Linked DNA regions of Mus musculus: all the other regions are linked to region 1. The links are chromatin contacts, called in public HiChIP or PLAC-seq and Micro-C maps. All regions are on one chromosome and are shown on one strand. The core of a region is the stretch at or near the end of the contact, and the rest is flanking DNA. Distances in the headings are between cores, read along the strand shown.

Region 1 (4,072 bases), core at 1,547-4,046:
GCTGTAGGAGGGGTGCCAGATGATTTACTCTGGGAAGGTCCCCAGTGCCATTAAATCACTGGAGGCTGCGACGGAATTTGCATTTTTTCCCCACACCATGGGGCCACCCCTTCCCAAGGCGTGGTGTAATGAGGAACAAATAGACTACTACACGGGGCCAAGCAGGACTAAGCCCTGTGACTTGCAAGGCAACAGCGCCGTCCCTACGATTTGCAAACTTGTCACTAGCAAGGCTGGGGGCGAGGGAGGGGCTCGGGTGGAGGAAGGTGGAGAACCCTATCTACCCCATTCCACAGACACCCTCTCCAAACAAAAGCATCAAGGGTCAACAAAGCAAGGCTTGTCAATTTCCCCCAGGGGACAGTGGTCTGTCTCTGCATCACTAACTTCCAAAGCCACAGCATGAACAAACACGGTTTGAATGATGGGGCCCCCTAGTCGCTAAGCCGGAGGATTGGTGCTGACTCCAACCAAGTGCAATTCCGTATGCTTCAGCCCTCACGAAGCTCCAAGAAGTCCGCCCACCGCTCTCCTTCCCGGGGTAGCTGCCCACGCAGGAAGAGGGCACAGGCAACAGAACGTGTGCTATAGGAGCGCCTCCGTACAGCTGAACTCTTCAAGCCCCACTTCCAGGGTCTCAGCCACTCAATCTAAGGTTGGTCCAGAAACGATCTAGAAAATGCAGCCAGTTCTAGATGAAGCTGGTTAACTCCCAACCAACCAACCAACCAAGTGTAGGCAGCTCTTTCAGAAACATCACCCTTGTTTTGGAGCTAAATATAGGCTTAGCAAACTGTGTTTCTCTTTATGTCCCTGGTGGGAACCGATGGAAGGCATGGGCAACCGAGGACCCAAAGTATGGCAAGCTATGCAGCCGAGAGCTGCACTGACACCTCCTAGGAGGGCCGGGAATGAGTTCCCAGGGGTGGCACATCCTCTCTTCTACCACAAGCCTCCCAGAGCCATCCACGCACAGGCTCTTCTGTAGCTGGGTGGGGCTGGACAGGGTGAGGGGACTCGTTCTGGCACAAGGCAAGAAACAGGCAGCTTCCTCCTTCAAGGTTGCCCAGGATGGCTTTTTGAACACAGCCAGGCGAACGCTGACCCCCGTGGAGAGAGAAAATAGCCACAACACTGTAATTTGCAAGTCCGAGGGACTGTGCACTTTGGCAACCGCGTCTCAGAGCTTCCGCTCTGAGGAAATGGCCTGGACCCCCGTCAGTGCCCCTCTCCAACCCACAGGGGAGTTCCAAGAGCAAGCAGCTCGAGGTTGCTCATTAACGGCGCCAAGGAAGAGCCCTCCACTTGAGGACCAGAGCCATCCTCCAGTGGTGCAAACAAAGCCCAAGGCTGGCCACCATCTCTCCAAGGGGAAAGTCTTAGTAAATATTTGGGGTCACTTGAGGTCATCTAGAAGGAAGGCAATATTTACTTTTGCCTATGCACAGTCATCCTTCCAAACAAGTTGGCATCCAGGTTTACTCCTAAGTGCGACCTCACCCAGGCAGTCGGAGCCGCAAAGTTGAGGGTGCATTTTTCCTTCCGCGTTCTGGGTATCTGTACGGTCGGTTTTTGTTTTAAGGAATGGGAAGCGAAGCTCTCAGTCTAAAGCTACCTGCTCCCAAAACGTGGGCTTTAAAGGTCTGGAGAACACAGCCCTCATACGCACATGAACAGGGCTCGTGACTGTCGCTTCTTCCCAGCCTTTGGGATTGTCTCTACTTGCCTGGGGTGGGGGAGGGGGGTACTGTCATTTTAGGATAAGCTTCCTCTACAACCAACACGTAGCAACACCGAGGTGGCTGAACCTAGCCAACTCCATCCCAGGCTGCAAACAGCATATAACTGGCTATTCTGACTTCCCCCATTCGCGGGGTTTAGGCGACAGCTGCGCAGGTGCCAGTCTGGAGCCAGACTCCCGGATCCCGGGGCGAGGGCTCTGAACACCTTCACGTTAGACATCACTAGGTGCCTGAGCGGACCACGCTCCCGGGTCCTGCTAGACCACGTATGGGTCAGGGTGCTGGGACGACCCGCGCTTCCAGAGGGTGAGCGGCAGGGTCACCTGGCTGCCTGCGGAAGCTACTTTGGGAGACAGCGGGAGCCACTTGGGGGAGCGGGTAGCTTTGGGAGGCTGGAAACAGAGGGGCAACCAGGCGCGGGAAGGACTGCAGCCAAGCCAGACATGGCCAGCCCAGACGACCTCCAGGCCCCGCAGGTGTCCAGACAACAGGACAGCAATCCACGGACGCTGGGCCACTACATCTCCAGCAGACCCCGGGGCCCGGGTGCCAGGCAGCGTAAGGAGGGGTATTTCAGGGAGCCCTGCCTGTGGCTCCCGGAGCCCCAAAAGGATCCAAAGGGCAGCTGGGACTGGAGAGGAGGCAAAGGGGACGCGCGCGGGGTTTGGGCCGCCCGGGGCTCCCCAGACCCGCCAAGAGCAGGAGGCGGCGGCCGCCCGGGACTTGGGACCCAGGCAGCAACTTTGCGCGCGGGGTCGGGGAGGGGACGCGGCCGCGTTACCTGCGCAGCGGAGCGCGCTCAGCGCCAGCAGCAGCCCGAGCGACGCGGCCGGGGCCCGCATGGTCCTCCCGGGAGCCGGCGCCGGGCTCCGCTCGCTCCTGCGCCGCCGCCTCCCGCACCTCTCAGCTCCGCGCTCGGCCGCCGGCTGCAGACGGCGCCCGGGCTCAGCGCGCGCCCGCCCTGCACTTGGCCGGAGTTGCGCGGCCCCCGCCGGCGCCGCGGCTCCTGCGCCCCAGCGCGCGTCCCATCCCGCCGCCGCCTCGGCCAGCGCCAGCTGCCGGCCGCCCCTCCAGCCAGCGCGAGAGTGAGCGAGCCGAGCAGGGAGGAGGGGAGGGAGGAGGGAGGAGGAGGGGAGCAGCCAGGAGGGAGGAGGAGGGAGGAGGACAGGAAAGGAGGAGGAGGAGGGAGAAGGGGAAGGGAGGAGGAAGGAGGAGGGAGAGGAGGAGGAGGAATGGGGCTAGAAGAAGAGGGAGGAGGATGGAGTTAGGGAAGGAAGGAGATGAAAGGAGGAAAGGAAGGGGAGAAGAAGAGGAATAGGGAAGAGAGGAAGAGAGAGGAGGAACATACCCAGAGATGTTAAAGAATAGAAAAAGAGGAGGCAGGGAGGTGTCCTCCCCCCCCCCCAGTCCCCTCCCCTCCTCCGGGCCAAGACACCAGGCGGCCACCCAGCGGTTAAGCGTCAGGATGTGTCACTCACTCCCAGGGGAGAGCACAGGGCCGCCAAGGCCTGTGGAGACCCGAATAGGTAGTCGGGCAGGGACAGAGAGAGCGTTTAGAGTGCGGAGCGGGTTCCCAGGGAGTGTTGGGAGGGAGCGCAACGCTGGGCGTCCCCGGGGTTGAGAAGGCAAGCAAGCTACCGGAGAGGCCCGCAGAGGAGGCATCTGTGAGGGATAGATTGCTGCGCGCAGACTAGGGCACGTGATAGATGTGGTGTGGCCTGAGAGCCCGCAAGAGTATCTACCAGCCTCAGGCAGATCAGAGCGCTCTTTCTGTGCTAAGGAGTGGGGAGAGGAGGCACGGCTCCGCCACCAAGGCAGGTCGTCCGATATGTCCACGAAGTGGGCCAGGCTTCAGCCCGGCGTGGGAAGAGAGTCCCAGCTTACAGGGACCAAGAAACTACAGTCCCTTTGAATGCACAGCCTAGTCCAGGCGACAGGTTGAAACAGGGAAGCTCCGAGGTGCTTCTCTGAGAGGCCCTGGAAGTTCCCTTCACCAGGCTGCAAAGCCAGACAGAGGCTGTGGTGTCTAAACACCTGAATTAGAGTCTGGGTTCTGCTCAACCTGCCACCAGTTTCTGGTGTCCTGGCTTGGCGTAGAAAAATGGGTCAGAAGCCGGGAGTGGTGGCGCACGCCTTTAATCCGAGCCCTCGGGAGGCAGAGGCAGGCGGATTTCTGAGTTCGTGGCCAGCCTGCTCTACAAAGTGAGTTCCAGGACAGCCAGGGCTATACAGAGAAACCTTGTCTCGAAAAACCAAAAAAAAAAAAAAAAAAAAAAAAAGAAAAAGAAAAAGAAAAAGAAAAAGAAAGAGAGAGAGAGAAAGAAAGAAAG
Region 2 (4,389 bases), core at 146-2,645, 150 kb before region 1:
AGGAAGACACCAGACACTGGCATCTCTCCTCCACACACACTCATGCACACAATTGCATGTACACCTGCACACAGGTACACTCACAGGGAGGACGGCAAAAGAGCCCCTTCTATGGGGCATCACAAACAACAGCCATCAGCTTTCAAGTCAAGCATTATTTCAGCTCCGAAAGAGCAAGGAAAATAACTTAAAGAGAGGGAGCCGAACCCAATAGCAGCTACTCAAGAGACGGGGATGGGAAGGCTACAGGTTTGAGGCCACCCTGGGCAACCCAGCATGACCTTGTCTATGTATTTAAGACTGGGATGCAGCCCATTAGCAGAAAACTTGCCCAGAATAGATGAAATCACAGAGGGCAGGGAGATTGCATTCGGTGATATTCTAAAATAAGCCCAATTAGAACTTCTAACCTTATTAACCTTAAGCTTTAACAGAGATAAGCCTCAAAATAGGTTGACATTTTGAATGCCACCTGGGTCAGAAAGCAGATCCCCGTTCCACTAACCTTCCATCTACCTGATGGCTCTTCAATAAAGATCATCTGTGCAGAAAGTCAATGGGAAACCACGCCAGCGCCTCTCATCCCAAAGCATATAAATCTCCCTGCATGAGGCGCCATCCCTCAAGAGACAGGAATTCTCCTGCCACCAATTAATTAGAACCAACAACTCCATCCCAGCTTCCATTTAGCCTCTTCTGCGAATTTACAGCTGCCTCAAAATTCTTTTTTTATTTTTTTATTTTTTAAAGACAGCATTTCTCTGTGTATCCCTGACTGTTCTAGAACTCACTCTGTAGGCCAGGCTGGCCTCAAACTCAGAAATCCACCTGCCTCTGCCTCCTGTGTGCTGGGATTGAAGGCGTGTGCTACCACCACCACCACCACCACCACCACCGCTGCCACCGCTGCCACAAGGCTCAAAATCATTCTTATTCCTCATACCTGTAACCTGTCTCCCTTGCCCTTGACTGATGGTCTATTGGAAGACTCTTGAACCGGAGCCCATTCCTATCCCGCCATAGTGTGACTGGGAGAAGGGTTTGTTCCCAATATCAATAGGTGCCAGACTTGAATGTTAAATAACAAGGAAAAACACTAGTAACAACCTGGATTTTTGTTGTTCTCCATTGTCTCTTGAGACCACTTGTAGATCCAATTACAGAATCCAAAAATTCTGGAGGCATCCTGGGACAGGGAAGGCGTCTGTGTGCATATTTGATAAGATGCTCCTCTGGCTGCAGAGAAGGAGGCCAGAGCTTACATAGGACTCGGCCCAATTCCCACCCCTCATCCATTTTGGCCCACCGGTGCATGTCCCCAAGGAAAGGCAAACGAGCACAGGCTGTGATGAGATCTGAATGTGGGTAAGCGCCAGACCAGAGCCCCGGAGGAGAGAGAACACTAATTGCCCTGAAACAAAAGAGCAGCAGGTGCCATCTGCTCTGGTAGCCAAGCCAGGCCACACTAATGAGGGGTCCAAGTAGCTGTGTGGTGGCCCGTGCAGCTAGCTGAACTCTTGTCACCAGGAGCTTGTCCCCTGCACACCTGCCACCAGCAGGGAAAACCTCGAATATGTTTGAGACAAAGCCCAGTTTCAAGGGTGCAACTCTGTCCTGGCTTCCATCCAAAGAGCAAATCCCTGCTGGGGTCTGAGCCTCCAAGGTAGCATGTGCAAAGCTGGTCCCATCAAAAACACTGCTCAGTCTTTACTGCAACAATGTGTCCACTCTCTGTGATGGAGGCTGGCGGGCTCACCCTAACAAAAGATGCCAGGAGACTGGAGTTCACACTGGCTCAACTCAGAGTGAGAAGACACGATTGGAGGCGTGCAGGCTTTTATGGGAGCCGAACCTTTGAAGTTAAGTGTGTCTCAGAACACCAAGGTCAGCACACTCAAGAAGACAGACACAAAGTTAGAGACTTGCTGGCGCCTGTGGTTCTCCTTGAAGACTAAAAATGTAGCGTCTTGGCTGGGGTCTGGCCTGAAGCTTACTCATTCCACATCCATGGAGATGGCTGAGCATTGTCCAGCACAAGAGGGTAAGACCTTTCAGAGCTCACGTTCTAGTGTGGAGAACTGCAACAGGCAAGCAATAGGATAACCATGCAACAGGGGGGCCTTCCTTAAATACTGATGGCTCTCACACTGTGCATGTGTGGCAGGGGGTAATATGCATCCATAGACACATCTGGAGATTAGAGGAAGAAGTATATTGTGTAACCAACTCTATCACTCCCTACCTTATTCCCTGGCACAGGATCTCCCACTGACATTGCCTTTAGACTGGCATGCAGCAAGTCCCAACTAGCCTCCTCTTTCTATCTCCCACAATACTGAGGTTACAGGAGTCACATGTGTGACCACACCCAAACTCTTATACAGGTGCCAGAGATTAGAATTTCGGTCTCCATGCTTGCACAAGCACTCAACCATAGAACTGTCTTCCCACTCCTTTGATTTTCTAAGCACATAAGAGGATCACAGTTCTGTGCCCTGAAGTTGGGACTCCAGTAGGGATGGCCTGCCCAGCCTGACAAATACATTTTTATATCTCCTACTGGGGAAGAAGTATTTAATAAAGAGATTTAAGAATAAAAATTATGGAGAGCTGGAGAGATGGCTCAGTGGTTAAGAACACTGACTGCTCTTTCAGAGGTCCCGAGTTCAGTTCCTAGCAACCACATGGTGGCTTACAACCATCTGTAATGGGATCTGACGCCCTCTTCTGGTGTGTCTGAAGACAATGACAGTGTACTCAGATATATAAAATAAATAAAAATCTTTAAAAAAAAAAGAATAAAAATTTTAAAGAATCCTTTAGGATAGAGAATGGGTGGAAGATAATAGAGAGAGAACCTGCATGCCTTGACAAAGCAGGAAGTCACTGGCTTCAGTTGTGTGCCCACCGGTGACCCCACCAGGCTCCAATGACCACACAGATGGCCCTGGTTAAAGTAAACAGAGCCAAACATCAAAACTCATGAATCTTGGAAAGAAACTGGGGTGGAAGGATGTGGGAGGAAGTTATGAGAAGGTAAGAGGGGGGGAAGGGAGCAGAGCAGCCAGAATGCATGATACCCATGTATGAATTTGTTAAAGAACTAACAATATTATCTTTTAATCCCCTGGCAGTCTAGAGAGATGGTTCAGCATTTCAGATCACCCGCCACTCTTCCAGGGGACCCAAGTTCAGTTCCCAACACCCATGGCAAGCCATTCGAAACCTCCTGCAACTTCAGCTCCAAGGGGTCTATAACACTCCCCTGAGCTATAGGGGTACCACAGGCCTTGTCAAAGCAGGATGGAGAGAGTCCTCACTGACATCCCATACAGTGTGCCAGGACAGGAAAAACCAGAGACCTGTAACATCTTAAACTTGAAGAACCTCCTTAGTCAAAACTAATTAGGGGCTGGGAGTGTGGTCCAGTGGTAGAGTGTTTGTCTAGCCTTGAAGCCTTGATGTCATCTCTAGTTCCAGAGGGGGGGGGGGGGCAGGGGAAGCTAGGCATCATGTTTTTAATCCCAGTCATTGGGAGAGGCAGAAGCAGGTAGATCTTTGTGAGCGCCAGGACATACTGGTCTACATGGCAAGCTCCAGGCTAGCCAGGGCTACATAGTGAGACCTTGGAGGGTGAAAGGGAAGGAGGGGTGGATGGATGGAGGAAGAGATGGGGAAGGGAGAGAGAGAATCTACGTAGGTAAGGCATGTAAATAAACACATTTCCAACCTAACGACTCAGAAGTCTGTCTCAAGTGTTTCCACACAGAGCAACAGCAGAGAGGACCAGAGAGGGTGAACTACAGGCTCCTGGGAGCAGAGCCAACAAAGAGCAGCCCAGGCTGAGCAACAAACTGGTCTTTGAAGAGGAAGGAAGCCAGAGCGGCTCAGAGGATGGCTGCCTCTCATCAGGCACCTCAGAGCCCGTGAAGTACATGCAGACTGAGAACTGTGGGCACTGCAGCTGAGCCGAGCAGGGAGGTGCGGTTGGAATATACTCACCATAATAGAACCAAACCTGACCACTGACGCTGTTCCCAGCCTAGAGAAAGGCCAGGCAGCCAAACACAGAGTATGTTACAAAAACAACAGACAGGGAAGGGGGACTGGGTGTGGGGTGGTGGTCCATGAAAGGAAGCCTGGTAAGATCAAGCTAAGGCTTGGAGTCCCAGGGACCCTGAAGGGAAGGTAGGAGCTTTGCCTGCTTCTAGCACCAGGCCCCTGTCACGTAGCTACACCCCCCCCCCATAGAGAGAACTGTGGCCATCAGTCACATAAGGGCCAAGCCCCCAAGCCGCTCCACATGTAGATGAGACATTTCTAACATCTCAGACCAAGCCAATAGGAAGCATCTATTGTCAGACCTCCCCAAAACTGTATATATGGATT
Region 3 (4,636 bases), core at 656-3,155, 140 kb after region 1:
TTCCTCGCCCCTACCCCCACCCCTACTTCTAAAATCAAGGCTGCCTGGCTCTGAATCTTCTAGACTCTGGAAAAAAACCTGATGCCACAAAGCTGGTGACTCAGCCAAGAACCAGGAATCACGAGGCTGAAGCAAAGCGACAGCCAAATATAGCATGGTGTGGCCGGAAGCCAGAATCACTTTAGAACCAACTTCAGTGTTTTCTTCCCTTCCTCAAACTTCTGTCTGAATTCTAGAAAGAACTGACCTGCCCAGAACTCTGCCTCAGAAATCACTGTGGCTTCCCAGAAACCCGGAGAATGACATTTTAATTTTATAGTGGCATATGACCTCGATTCATGGAAAAAAATCACAGAAAATTAAGTCTATTCTGAACAACACCTGCAGTTAAAGTATATTTTGAACAATACCTCTGATCTTGAATGTTTATGAATTCCTAAACCAGGGAGCCAGACAGGCCTGAATTCTCAGCGTCTGGGTGGTAGAGGCAGGAGTATCAACTGCAAGTTAGAACCCAGCCTGATCTATGTCATGAGTCCCAGGGCAGCCAGGGCTACATATAGGAACCCTGTCTCAAAAAAACTCAAAAAATGCTGAGATTAAAGGCATTTAATAGTGTGTGTCCATCTAAGTGTGTGCCACATGTATGTGAAAGTGTCCCTAGGGACATTGGACCCTCCTGAAGCTGGAGTCACAAGCTAGCTGCCTGACAGGGTTGCTGGGTATTGAATTCATGTACTCTGGAAAAAGACCTGTTCCTACTGGGGAGCCATCTCTCCCCATCAGGGATTCAATTCTTACCTTCTAAGGTCTTAGGCCTTACATTTCAAAAACCTGAGCTGGGCAGTGGTGGCGCAGGCCTTTAATCCCAGCACTTTGGAGGCAGAGGCAGGTGGATTTCTGAGTTCGGGGCCAGCCTGGTCTACAAAGTGAGTTCCAGGACAGTCAGGGCTACACAGAGAAACCCTGTCTCAAAAAACCAAAAAAAAAAAAACAAAACAAAACAAAACAAAAAAAACCCTGAATAATTTGATTCGTATAAGTGGGATATATGCTTGCTGTAATCTGAACATTGTACTACACGTGCACATTTGTGCTTTTTTGTTTTTGTGGGGGTTTTTTGTTTGGTTTTTGGTTTTTCAAGTCAAGTGTAGCCCTGGCCATTCTGGAACTTGATCTGTAGACCATACTTGGGAGGCAGAGGCAGGAGGACCTATATAAACTTGAGACCAGCCTGGTCTACATAGCATATTCCAGGACAGGCAGGGCTACACAGAGAAACCCCCATCTGAACAACAAAAATTTAAAAATCAGGGCTTCAGTGGGTTCAGTCTCAGAATATGAACAACAAATATGAACAACATTTGGAAATTTTGACCTTTACTTAGTGACAAGCACATAGAAAACATAGAACCTTCTCGAATCCAAGGACACAAGGTTTAGGAAAAATCTGGAAAGATCAGGTTCTGCTGGGCTTCAGATCTAATGCCAACAGTTTTCAAGAACTGTGTAGACTGTCTGCTTTCCTTGACAAACTCAGATTCGTTTTTCCAAATCGGGGAGAGATTCCCTCCTTCGTATTTTTTTTTTTTAAATTTATTAAAAACCCTTTGTCATTTTCCTTGTTAGGAGATTTGCACAGTCATCCACCCTGTCACTGTGCCAAAACAGTGAGGGCTGGGCATAGTGACCCGCCGGGGATGAGGGGATTGAGGAGGCGAGGTCACCAATGGGATCCCAGTGTGACAGGAGCCAAAGCCCTGGGTCCCCCTAGCGCGGAAAGAAAACAGGGGGGGTGGGGGGTGGTGGCCTGACTAGGGGCGCCAGGCCGCGAAGCCGCAGGGCGCCTGCGCCAAGGCCCGCTCCGGCCTCAGTGATCCCAGCCGTGTTTTCGTGCCGATCGTCTCACGCGCGCTGATCCCTCCGCGGAGTCGCCCGAGGTCACAGCCCTGCCCTCCCACACAAAGCCCCTCAATCTCTGGACGCCACCGTGAAACAACTCCGTGAGAGAGGTACCTTGATAGTTTTAGCCTGTCGCTTTCGCTGCCGAGACTGGACCCGGCGTTACAAAGTAGTCCCTGACCGCATTGCCCGCGGAGGGACCGCGCGGAAGGGGGGGGGCGGGGCTTCGGTGACTATATAAAGAGACGCCGGGCGTGCCGCAGCTAGTTCCGTGGAGACTGCGAGTTCCGTCTGCTGTGTGAGGACTGCCGCCACCACCGCTGGTGAGGAGAAAGCCGCCGCACCCGGTCGGGGACGGGAGGCTGGAGGCGAGACGGGGCGAGAGGCAGCCCCGCGGCCCAGACGTTTGGTTTCCGTGGCCCGCGCGGACCGCGGCTGCCCCGAGGCAGAGGACTGGGCGGCAAGATGGCGGCCAGATGGAAGCCTGAGGGGGAAGACGCGGGGCTCTGACGCGCAGGACGAGGTTGGGGGAGGAAAAAGGCCCGCGAGGCCGCTGCCCTCCGGTTAAGCCGGGGACGTCGGAGACTGTGGGGTGGGGACTGAATTAGGGTTGCGCGCCGTAGGAGCCTCTGCTGTGAGAGCCGTGGATATTGGGCTGGCCCGAGAGGTCGATTGGCCCGGCGTTCGTCCGTTCGTTTGCTGAAAGACGGAAGTGCGATCGAGACCGGAAGGGGGTTGGGCGGCGGTTCAGCCTGCCTGGCCTGCCGCCCCCTGTGACGTCGCGGGTTGCGTGGCCTCCTAATGGATAGTGACGTCACTATCTTGACTTTAGCTTTCCCTCGGTTGTAGGACAGGGTTTGGGTCTCGGCCTCCGGTAGCCTCTCCAGAGTAAACAGGAACCGGAAATTCAGAGGGGAAATGTGAGCCATTCTTGTCCTGTTTCGTTTTAAGAATGTCGCTGTACAACTATGACTACTGAAACTTTTGGGGGGGGGGTTCGAGACGGTTTCTCTATGTAGTCCTGGCTGTCCCGCATCTCACTCTGTAGATCAGGCTGGCCTCGAACCCAGAAATCCTCCTGCCTCTGCCTCCCAAGTGTTGGGACGAAAGGCACCACCATTGTCCTGCGACAAGGGTGTTTTTTTTTAAACTGTCAAAATCTCTGCCTCTACCACCCCATGTGATGAGGTCCAAGGCCAGTACCACCACTCCAGACTAATTTTAATCGTTCAGACAAAAGTTTGGTGTTCTTTTGGGGGAAGGAGAGTTGAGGCAGGATTACACTGTCTCTGGCTGACCTTCCAGTTAGAGATCTGCCCACCTCAGTGTCCCCAGTGCTGAGGTCAGCGATAGGCATGGGCTCAGACTTAGTTTTGCAGTAGTAACTTGCTATATTACCATTCTGAAACTGAATCCGGGACTGCTGTGGTTTCATAACCTCCCAGAGGTCAGGCTTTTCTGCAAACTGTTCAAATAGACAGAAATTGACTTTCAGCTGTTGGTATACTGAAGTCTCCATCCTGTAAATTTGGTAATACAAAAAGACTCACCATGCCGAGGTTTCTTAACTTTGTTAGTCAACAATCTTATTTTCTTGATGGTTTTTCGGGGTGGGGGGATTGGATTCAAGACAGAATCTGTGTAGATAGACCTTGCTATTTAGACTTATAGCATCCAGTTGACAAATGTTGATGCCATCCCACAAATATTTGTGTCATTCCTGACCTGTGAATTGTTTTGTATATTTTGTGACAGACGATGCAGATCTTTGTGAAAACCTTAACTGGTAAGACCATCACCCTGGAGGTCGAGCCCAGTGACACCATTGAGAATGTCAAGGCAAAGATCCAGGACAAGGAGGGCATCCCCCCTGACCAGCAGAGGCTGATCTTTGCAGGCAAGCAGCTGGAAGATGGCCGCACCCTGTCAGACTACAACATCCAGAAAGAGTCCACCCTGCACCTGGTCCTTCGCCTCAGAGGTGGCATGCAGATCTTTGTGAAGACCCTGACAGGCAAGACCATCACCCTGGAGGTCGAGCCCAGTGACACCATAGAGAATGTCAAGGCAAAGATCCAGGACAAGGAGGGCATCCCCCCTGACCAGCAGAGGCTGATCTTTGCAGGCAAGCAGCTGGAAGATGGCCGCACCCTGTCAGACTACAACATCCAGAAAGAGTCCACCCTGCACCTGGTCCTTCGCCTCAGAGGTGGGATGCAGATCTTTGTGAAGACCCTGACAGGCAAGACCATCACCCTGGAGGTCGAGCCCAGTGACACCATAGAGAATGTCAAGGCAAAGATCCAGGACAAGGAGGGCATCCCCCCTGACCAGCAGAGGCTGATCTTTGCAGGCAAGCAGCTGGAAGATGGCCGCACCCTGTCAGACTACAACATCCAGAAAGAGTCCACCCTGCACCTGGTCCTTCGCCTCAGAGGTGGCATGCAGATCTTTGTGAAGACCCTGACAGGCAAGACCATCACCCTGGAGGTCGAGCCCAGTGACACCATTGAGAATGTCAAGGCAAAGATCCAGGACAAGGAGGGCATCCCCCCTGACCAGCAGAGGCTGATCTTTGCAGGCAAGCAGCTGGAAGATGGCCGCACCCTGTCAGACTACAACATCCAGAAAGAGTCCACCCTGCACTTAGTCCTTCGCCTCAGAGGTGGGATGCAGATCTTTGTGAAGACCCTGACAGGCAAAACCATCACCCTGGAGGTCGAGCCCAGTGACA
Region 4 (4,256 bases), core at 1,189-3,688, 170 kb before region 1:
CTGGGCGGGAACATGTTCTCCCCTCCCGGACCAGTGCAGAGTCTGTCAAAGCCATCTGCTGGTGATCAACCAACCCTATGCCATTTCTCAATGGGACTATCAGGCCTGGGAAGCCAGAAAAAAAATTTACCTATTCACAGCTCAAGCTGTAATCAACAACCCTGCCGATCTGTCAACAGCCAAGGGCTTTTTTTGTTGTTGTTGTTTCTCAAGAAAATCGTTGTCTCAAAACACAGTTTGCTGATTCTTTTGCTGCCTTTTAGGGAGCGTGAGGTGAGGATGTGATCCTGCACATAATCGCTCTGGCTTTCATCATTCAAGACCCATCACCCAAAAGAGCCGAACAATTCCAGAGCAGAAGTCTTTGAAGGATGTGCGTCTCGGTGGCTGTGTCTACGGGATAGGCCATAAATATTAATGGTATTGACAGAGCCTTTAAAGATTTGTCTTGTGTCTCTGCCATCGAAGTGCCTGGATTCTGCCATTTTGTGCCTCTGACTGACATCCTGGCTTGTCTCCAGAGCTTGCTTAGCTGGCTTAGGTTTGGGGGTTTGGTTTTTGGGGGGTTTTTTCCAACTCTTTTTGCCTTCAGGAACCATACACCGGCAAACGCTTTCTCAGGAAGGCACAGGGGACTCCACCAAACATCATGATGGCTCTTGCCATTGTTTCCAGTAGGCAACAGTTACCCTCTCCAAAGCAATCCTCTTGGATCGTTGTGTATTTAATGTATGCCAGGGCAGAGTAATAACTCAGTGTACTTGTGGGGCCTCTATGGCAAGAGGGGACACTTCCATCCGAATCTCGTTGGTGCCATGCCCTGGGACAAGGCCCTGCCATGTCTGTGCTGTATGGGTGGCACCCACTCTGCCATGTGCATGCAGAATGCAGAATTCGTAAGCATGTGCCTTCTGTTTGTAGCCACTTTTAAAGGGCATTCACTGAACACGCACAGTCCCTGACGACTAAAAACTGCTCATTTCAGCTTTGAGATTTTTGGGTCAATCAAGTGAGAGAGTGTGGGTGTGTCCAGGGCTGCCACTGTGTGCAACCGCATGCAGAGTCCCTCTGCTCTCCCCGATGTAGGAGAACCTAGAAGACAGACCTGCCTGCAGCTCATTTTAGGCACCAGCCACCAGCAGTGGGCATGGTCTCCTGCAGTGTCTCAGGCAGGCGTGGTTTAAGGAAAGAAGCATGCAGAATAGCTAAGACTTAGGATGTCATGGTTCCAGAAAGGTGAGTCAAAATAAACAATGTGAACTGCTGTTGTCTTGGTAGGCAGAGTGCAGCCCATACCATTATATGGTAAACAGAATGTATCCCATACCGCTGTGTGGCTGATTGCATATGCCATGGGAGCCTGTAAGACTTGGTGCCCAGAACCTCATTCCCTGCAGTCAGTGGTGGCATGCACTGGGCTGTAGCATATCTAAGCCCCAAGTTCAGAGCATGGGTGTTACAACCCTTGTCTCCTGTAGGTTGTTAAGTGACTCTAATGAGGTGACCGTCCAAAGCCACTGAAGTTGAAAGGATAAAATTTTTTTTCCTCCTTCAAAGATGCCTATGCCTTCATCTCAGGACATGCAGAAAGGATCATTGATGATGTGACTAAGTCAGGTTGCAGAGGTAAGGAATTGACCTCCTATCATTCAGGTGAAAAGGGTCTATACCTAAGGGAACGCTGGCAATGTGTGAGCTAGAAAGCACACCCTGGGTGAGGCTTTCTGCCTCCCCCAACTCCCACCACCACCCCATCACCCCCACCAAAAAAAAAAAAAAAAAAAAAAAAAAAAAAAAAAAAAAAACCTCCCAGAAAGCACTCAGCCCTGCCACAAGACCTTGATCTTATTATGTAAGGACCATTTCTGACTTCCAGAGCCTCGAGGTCAGTTCGTATTGTGAAAGCCACTCTACTGGAGGTCATTGGTTACAGCAGCAAGAGAAAACTGATAAAAAAAGAAGCCCCCTGAGCTGAGAGCCAATGTCAGCCAACCTATCCCACCTTCTTATGACCTCTCAGTCCCTAGCACTCTCCAGCTTCCCTCTGCATTGCAGCTGACTACTTAAATTGCCCTACTTAAGTTCTGCCTGAAGACATGTACCGTTCCCTCTGTCTGGAACGTTCTTCCTCCACAGGTTGTTATGGCTGCCTCTTTCATTTTCATCTAGTTCTCAGAGCAAGTGCTAAGGCCTTAGGAGGACTCCTTCCCCGTCCCTCCAGCACTGCTCAGCCTGTCCCCAGTCTCCGGCTTGCTCATCCAAGTCTCCTGGACACTCCTCACTTCTGAAATGAAGAGCTATCTGAATCTGTAAACTGTCAGGCTGAGGAGCCAGGACCCTGCCTGCCTTATTCATCACCATCCTCTGGGACAGTGCTTGGCACTGCCAGCACCCAAACGCCACTGGAAAGAAAGAGGCATTTGTGCCCAGGCCGTGTTGGAAGCGTTCAGCCAGCGTGACTGAAAGGGAGGCTGATTATCTCCTCGCAGCCTGTGCTCAGCCCGTGGTTCCAGTTGCCTAGAAACTCACTGAGTGTGTTCATTTTTTTTTCATTTCAACCTTTTTGAAAGATAATGTGTTTTTTATCTACATGTGCAGAGTTGGGGCTTTTTAGTTTTAAGGGCTGGAGTTGAATGGTGGGTTGCTGTCTTGAACTCCAAGCCACCCACAGGAACAAATCTCTATACTCAAAGCTCAGTAGCTGGACGGAAAACCCAAAAGGGGAACAGTGTGGAGGGGAAGGGGGAGCGTTCGCATTCAGGAAGGTTTAAAAGGAAGGGCAAGAAGAGAAATGGGCACATTTGTTAGCATCTCTGACCCATGAAGGAGGCAGAAAGCACTAATTACTACAGAAGGTGGTGTTAGCATCCAGGGCTGTGACCATCTCTGTGTGTGACGCCCCTGGGGGAGACTTCTATAGCTTGGGACCAACTGTGCTGATCTTCTAGATTTGAAGACATTAGACAGAATGGTCTCCAAGACCTACTGTATCCACCTCAAAATTCCCACCTGCTCCTGTTTCTCTCTATTTATCAGAAAGCAATCAATTCAGTGCACAGCGTATACTGTACAAGTGTTTGCTACATGGAGGTGAGCGAGTGAATGGATGGATCAATCAACTGACTGAGGGATATTGATGGATGGACCAATGGATGGATGGGCAGATGGATAAATGAATGGGCTGATGGAAAGATCAATAGATGGGTTGGCCTATAGTTGGATGGACAATGGATAATAGGTGGATGGATGGATCAACGGGCAGATTCATAAAGGAAATCAGATGAATCAATGGAGGGATGGATGATGGTTCAACGGAAGGAGAGCTGTATCAATCGGTGGATTTATGGAGAGATAAGTGGAGGATGATAGATCAGTGGATGAATGAACAGATGGATAGATGGGTGGGGGTGGGTCAATGGACAGATGGAAGGATATGGGGGTGGATGGATCTACAGATAAAATGATGACTGCATCTTTGGAGGAAGGAAGGAATCAATGGAGATGCAGATGGTCCATTGTAGGGATAAGTATATCATTCAACTGATGGATAGATAGAGGGGTGGGTGAATGGATGAATACGTGAATAGATGTATTAGAGGATGGATAAATAGGAGTGAGTGAATGGATGGATAGATGGATGGATGGACAGGTGGATGGATGAATGGACAGATAGGTGGATGGATGAATGAATGGAAAAAATGAATGAGTAAATTGTCACAGCCACTGCCCTTGGTAAAATCACTTCTTTGGACCATTGCACCAGCTCCACACTGGCTTCCCCACCTGAGGTCTCTTCTCAGTCCTCTCAGTGACACCCCCAAGGCTGTATATTTACCTAACATGAAGCCAAGACTTAAACACGACCAACAGGCAACCACAGTATCTAACCCAATTCAGGATCACAGACCCCTGCAGCAGTTCTCTTGAGTAAGCATGATTAAAGCCCCAGATAACACACCTTCTTGGAGGGTTCTGGGAGGGTTGAACACGAGGGCCTGTGGGTGGCAGATGCCACTGGCTGCTTACCCTGTCACAGACAAAGCTGGAAATACTTTCCCACATCCCTGTACTGAGAGATGGATATGCAGCCTGGTCCTGGGAGCAACAGGAGGGGACCTCCATTCCTCTGTGCCTATGTGTGAATGGTGAGAACTAGGTTGAGGGACAAGATATGGGGCCATGAAAGAGGCGCCCATGGAATCCCTCCTTTGCAGCCTATGGCCAATTTAAAGTGGGGCATATATATAGTCTCTAAG
Region 5 (4,068 bases), core at 878-3,377, 190 kb after region 1:
CCAGTCCCTCTGGTCTGAGATGACATCAGCTCCCTTTGGATAACCTCCTGCAGACCAGATCTCTAGGATTTCGCTGCCTCATTCGGCCTCCTCCTAGGTCACATAGAATGGCCCAGTAGTGACATCAGATACCCCGGGGTTAACACTCCTAAAGAATACGGGCCACTCAGGTTCCCGTTCAAATCTAGAAGGTCTCCTCTTTGGGACCACCTTTAGCAAACATGTCCCTGAGCACCACGTAGTTTCTGGAGAGACTTTCAGCCCCACTCCCCCCACCTCCCATCTCCATCATCAGGGGCACAGAGTGGGAGCAGGTTCAGAGGAACCTGGGCTGTGAGGACTCCCACCCCGAGTCCTGAGGACCCTCTTCTGTAAGGTGGAGGTGTGAACTGCTCTTCTTAAAGCCAGTTGGTCGCTCATGAGCCTCTGAACTTGGAACATGCGCGGGTGTAACACAGCCAATGTTCCCAGGCCCCGCCCACCCCTGCTCCTTTGTCTACTGAACTTCTAGGCTCCTTTCTGTCTTTCTCCTGTGTCTACACGTGTGCATGTTTGTGGGTGCACCTGAATGTGTTGTGTGAGACAGAATATCTTACTAGGAACCGGGTTAGAGAAGTCTGGCTGGCCATCTGGCCCCAGGGATCTTTCTTCCTGTCCCTGACTCCCCTGCACTGGAACTACCAGCCTAGAGTTTGTTTTTGTTTTGGACTTACTTATTTTATGTGTGCAATTGTCTTTCCTACATGTCTGTCTGGGTACCATGGGCATGCGTGGTATACTCAGAGGTCAGAGGAGGGGCATCAGATCCCTTGGAACTGAAGTTAAGGATGGCTGTGAGCTGTCATGTGGGTTCTGGGGACTGAACCCAGGTCCTCTGCAAGAGCAGCAAGTGCTCTTAACCACTGAGCCATGTCTACCTCTGAGCCATCTCTTCAGGCCTGGGTATCTCACCTGAACACGGATGCTGGCGACCAATATCAGGTGTCAAGCACTCTACCAATACGGTCCTTTGCACAGCTAAGTCTTTATTCCATGTGATGGGTGGAATCTGTCAGGGCTGGAAATATGACTTGGCTGTCTCTGGAGAACCTACTCTGACTCAATATGAGCTAACTCTGGGTCATATTGCTGAAGGTGGTCTTCAAGAGCAGTCCTACTGGGTTTTAACAGGAGCTGGGACTCGGTTTTAACAGGTGTGGGGCTGGGTTTTCTCAGCTCCGTATCCACTTTTTGTGTCCTGAGTGGAATGCAGGCCTTGGCCTCACTGAGGAAGGAAGTCACCCCATGCCTCAGGGTTTTTTTTTTTTTTTTTTTTTTTTTTTTTTTTTTTTTTGGCTGTAACACGAAGCATTTAGAATTAAAGGCTTAAAGGCTCTGGCTGTGGTCTGAGAACGAGCTAACTGGGCACTGGGCAGAGCAGGGAAAGACAGAGTCCCTACCACCCTGCTGGTATCCTGAGTGGGGTTCATGGCCAAAGAACGCATAACTGAGCTCAACTGAGCTGGTGGTGTCTCTGGGTGATAAGGAAGAGTCAGCAGAGAGCATAGCCGCCAGGCAGTCTGATAAGCCCCTCGAACACATTCCTGGATGGAGTCAGGGGCCCAGCGCGTGTCTGGGGCCTGGAGTTTTGAGTGGAGGGTATGCTTAAGGCCTCGAGGGACACAGAATTCTGTACGAAGGGTGTGCAAAGGTCCCGGGAGACATGGAATTCCGAGGGGACAGTGTGCAAAGGCCACGAGGGACACAGAATGGAGGGTGTGCAAAAGCCCAAAGGGATATGGAATTCCGAGTGGGGGAAGTGCAAAGGGCCCCGAGGGACACGGAATTTTGAGTGGAGGGCGTTCATGGCCCAGAGGCTGGCCCGGGCTGACTGCAACTGATTTTAATGCAGGGGAGCGGGAGGCATTCGCAGGAGTCCGGAAGAAAGAAGAGGTCGCAGGGGCGGGGGTAGTGGATGCAGACGGTGCCAGGGTCTTCTGCCCTCTGTAGAGGGCACATCGGTTCCCACCTAGACCAGCAACCACCAGGAAAGCCCAGCAGCTCGGAGGGGCGGCGCCCAAAGGAAGCCACGCCCACGCCTCACCATCAGAGCACCGCCCACTCCCCGCCTCTTCCCACCCCTCGCCGGAATCCCGCGCCGAACTCGGGGGCGGGCTGCCCGGGCCATGGCGCATAAAGCCTCTGGCCACCTGCAGGGCTACTGCTGCTCCGGCCACCGCCAGGCACACACCTTGCTGCTGAGGGAGTCTCGGCTTCTGTCATCTCTGTGGCCTCCGTCACCTCTGTCTCCGTCTCCTTCAGGTCCTGAGCCCCGAGAGCCCCTTCCGCGCACGCGGACATGGGCGGCAGCTCCAGGGCGCGCTGGGTGGCCTTGGGGTTGGGCGCCCTGGGGCTGCTGTTTGCTGCGCTCGGCGTTGTCATGATCCTCATGGTGCCCTCCCTCATCAAGCAGCAGGTGCTCAAGGTGAGTGAAGTGTCTTGGGGAGATGGGGGTTGGGGATCGGGACGCAGGGTGGGACGGTGGAGCTACCTCCTCACCACCAGGGAGGCCCAGGCTCACCCCAGAGGCTTGGTCTGAGTCACCAGCGTCCCAGGAGCCTAAACCTCACTGAAGCAGAAGTATGGCCTGGTTGTCCCTGAGTTTCGACTGTAGCTGTCGCGACCTCCAGCCCTTCTGAACGCGCCGGCCGGTGACTGTACCTAGTAACCTCAGAGCTGCGCGAAACCCCTGTACATCTGTGAGGCTCCCACGGGCTCCAGTTCTTTGGGTGCTCTGCCTGTTTCCTCCCGCCCAGATGCCCCAGAGATGCCCTGGCTCGCCCCCACACTGCCTGCCAGTCTCGAGAGTTAAGCTGCTTTCTGCCCCCCACGCTCTGGCAGAGGTAGACACGACTCAGGTCTGCCGAGGATAGGCAGCCCAGCCTCTCCCTTGATCTCAGCCTTAGGCCCTGTTTTGCCCTTTCAACCGGGCACCGATATTAGGCGGGTGGTGCCGGTCCAGCCACAGACTCTGCCCTGGGATCCGGTGTCCTTCTATTTGAGCCGGGAGCTCATTAAGTCCTGGAGATTACCGAGTAATTGTGTTTTCTGAGACGCAGGGTTACTGCGGAAGGGGAAACGGGGGCTGGCTCTCAGGGAACATCCAGTTAGAACTGGATCTGGGATCCAGAAGGGGCTGTTGTCACAGGGTTTGACTGACATCTTTCCTCTTAGCGGGTTTGTTTACTGGGAGTTTAAGAATGGCTTCGTGTCCCATGTCCCATCGCCCGCTGAAAGGAGGGAATGAATGAGGGATACTCCCTCTTGGGCTGGCCGCTACCTGCCAGGTCCTGGCGGGTCTTCAGGATGGAGCCACAGGTGGCTTTCCTGGAGTTGTGGTGGGTATTTCCGAGTTCTCTTGGCCACACTGTCATTTCTCTTGCTTAGAATTTTCAACCCTTGTACATGAAGGTCCCAGGAGTTGCCCTGTCTTGGGTAGAGGGAAGATCCTTCTTGTTGGAGCATCAGAATTGCTCTGGGCCTTTCTGTTAGGTTTGGCAAAGTAGTGGTGACAGCCTTGTCTCAGTGGCAGCCTGTGGTTTCAGTAAGAACCCAGCCCTGTGCACTCCGCACGTGGACTGGGTTTCCTGCTCAGCCAGCCTGTAGTGGGTAGAGTGAGCAGATATCCCCTGTTCTTCGATTTGGGGGTGAGGGGGAATCTGAGCTGGTTCCTTCTCAAACTCCTTTCGGGAATGTTTTCTTTTGGGGGTTGGCACAGAGACTAAGGATGGGGGGGGTTGGTGTGTGTGGGCGTGCACGTTAGCGTTGGGACTGCGCAGGCCTGCTCCATCAGTCAGGGTCCCATCTGCCCGTGCTTGAGAAAGACCACGACTGGCAGAATTGCCCCATAGCTGGTAGCTTGGGGCTTCACGTTTGAGCGAGCGGCTTCCACAATCTTACTTGTGAAAATCCCAAAGGCGATTGGTTGGGGGCTGAGTGGCGTGAAGGAAGGAAGAGCCTAAGACACGCCTAGCCCAAAACAGCCTCTTCTTAGAGGCCCTGGCTGGAAGCCGACCTCTTGAGGGAGGA

What was found. A called contact is a pair of places that touch in the nucleus more often than the background predicts. HiChIP or PLAC-seq counts read pairs in DNA pulled down with a chosen protein or histone mark.
Region 2: an H3K27ac HiChIP or PLAC-seq map of stem cell-derived neural progenitor cells shows a contact between it and region 1, with 6 times the contacts expected there. The contact joins the enhancer-like site here to the promoter of Tmem132b in region 1. A contact is called at or near these places in 3 of 484 Hi-C or Micro-C datasets (the Ba/F3 cell line, gonadal supporting cells and myeloid progenitors), 3 of 115 datasets of contacts at active chromatin or transcription factors (astrocytes, neural progenitor cells and stem cell-derived neural progenitor cells) and 1 of 9 other capture datasets (pancreatic islet).
Region 3: an H3K27ac HiChIP or PLAC-seq map of embryonic stem cells shows a contact between it and region 1, with 3 times the contacts expected there. The contact joins the promoter of Ubc here to the promoter of Tmem132b in region 1. A contact is called at or near these places in 2 of 39 promoter capture datasets (the C10 cell line and pre-B cells), 1 of 15 datasets of contacts at CTCF or cohesin (embryonic stem cells), 3 of 484 Hi-C or Micro-C datasets (all in embryonic stem cells), 5 of 115 datasets of contacts at active chromatin or transcription factors (all in embryonic stem cells) and 2 of 9 other capture datasets (adipose tissue and liver).
Region 4: an H3K27ac HiChIP or PLAC-seq map of neural progenitor cells shows a contact between it and region 1, with 7 times the contacts expected there. The contact joins the enhancer-like site here to the promoter of Tmem132b in region 1. A contact is called at or near these places in 19 of 484 Hi-C or Micro-C datasets (the Ba/F3 cell line, cerebellar granule neurons, cerebellum and 9 more), 9 of 115 datasets of contacts at active chromatin or transcription factors (SST interneurons, astrocytes, embryonic forebrain and 6 more) and 1 of 9 other capture datasets (embryonic stem cells).
Region 5: a contact with region 1 is called in a Micro-C map of embryonic stem cells, with 3 times the contacts expected there. The contact joins the promoter of Scarb1 here to the promoter of Tmem132b in region 1. A contact is called at or near these places in 1 of 484 Hi-C or Micro-C datasets (embryonic stem cells) and 1 of 9 other capture datasets (adipose tissue).

What each region holds. Positions count from the first base shown.
Region 1 is chr5:125,531,142-125,535,213 of GRCm38.p6, reverse strand. It overlaps Tmem132b (transmembrane protein 132B), which reads right to left and starts at 2,796. Exons shown (of 9, transcript NM_001190352.1): 1 at 2,524-2,796. The coding sequence starts at 2,584.
Region 2 is chr5:125,683,202-125,687,590 of GRCm38.p6, reverse strand. All of the region lies in intron 3 of Tmem132b (transmembrane protein 132B), which reads right to left. Among named protein-coding and RNA genes, the nearest start is that of Gm32811, 79 kb to the left of the region's middle. Within about 2 kb of position 1,395, at least 21 of the 459 cell types and tissues checked have an H3K27ac peak or open chromatin away from gene starts, as enhancers often do. A contact at or near this core is called in stem cell-derived neural progenitor cells, where this site is marked.
Region 3 is chr5:125,387,286-125,391,921 of GRCm38.p6, reverse strand. Ubc (ubiquitin C) reads left to right here and starts at 1,905. Exons shown (of 2, transcript NM_019639.4): 1 at 1,905-2,012; 2 at 3,658-4,636. The coding sequence starts at 3,661.
Region 4 is chr5:125,703,718-125,707,973 of GRCm38.p6, reverse strand. The region is part of intron 4 of Tmem132b (transmembrane protein 132B); the gene reads right to left. Among named protein-coding and RNA genes, the nearest start is that of Gm32811, 58 kb to the left of the region's middle. Within about 2 kb of position 2,438, at least 41 of the 459 cell types and tissues checked have an H3K27ac peak or open chromatin away from gene starts, as enhancers often do. A contact at or near this core is called in SST interneurons, astrocytes, cerebral cortex and 4 more, where this site is marked.
Region 5 is chr5:125,339,153-125,343,220 of GRCm38.p6, reverse strand. Scarb1 (scavenger receptor class B, member 1) reads left to right here and starts at 2,127. Exons shown (of 13, transcript NM_016741.2): 1 at 2,127-2,464. The coding sequence starts at 2,339.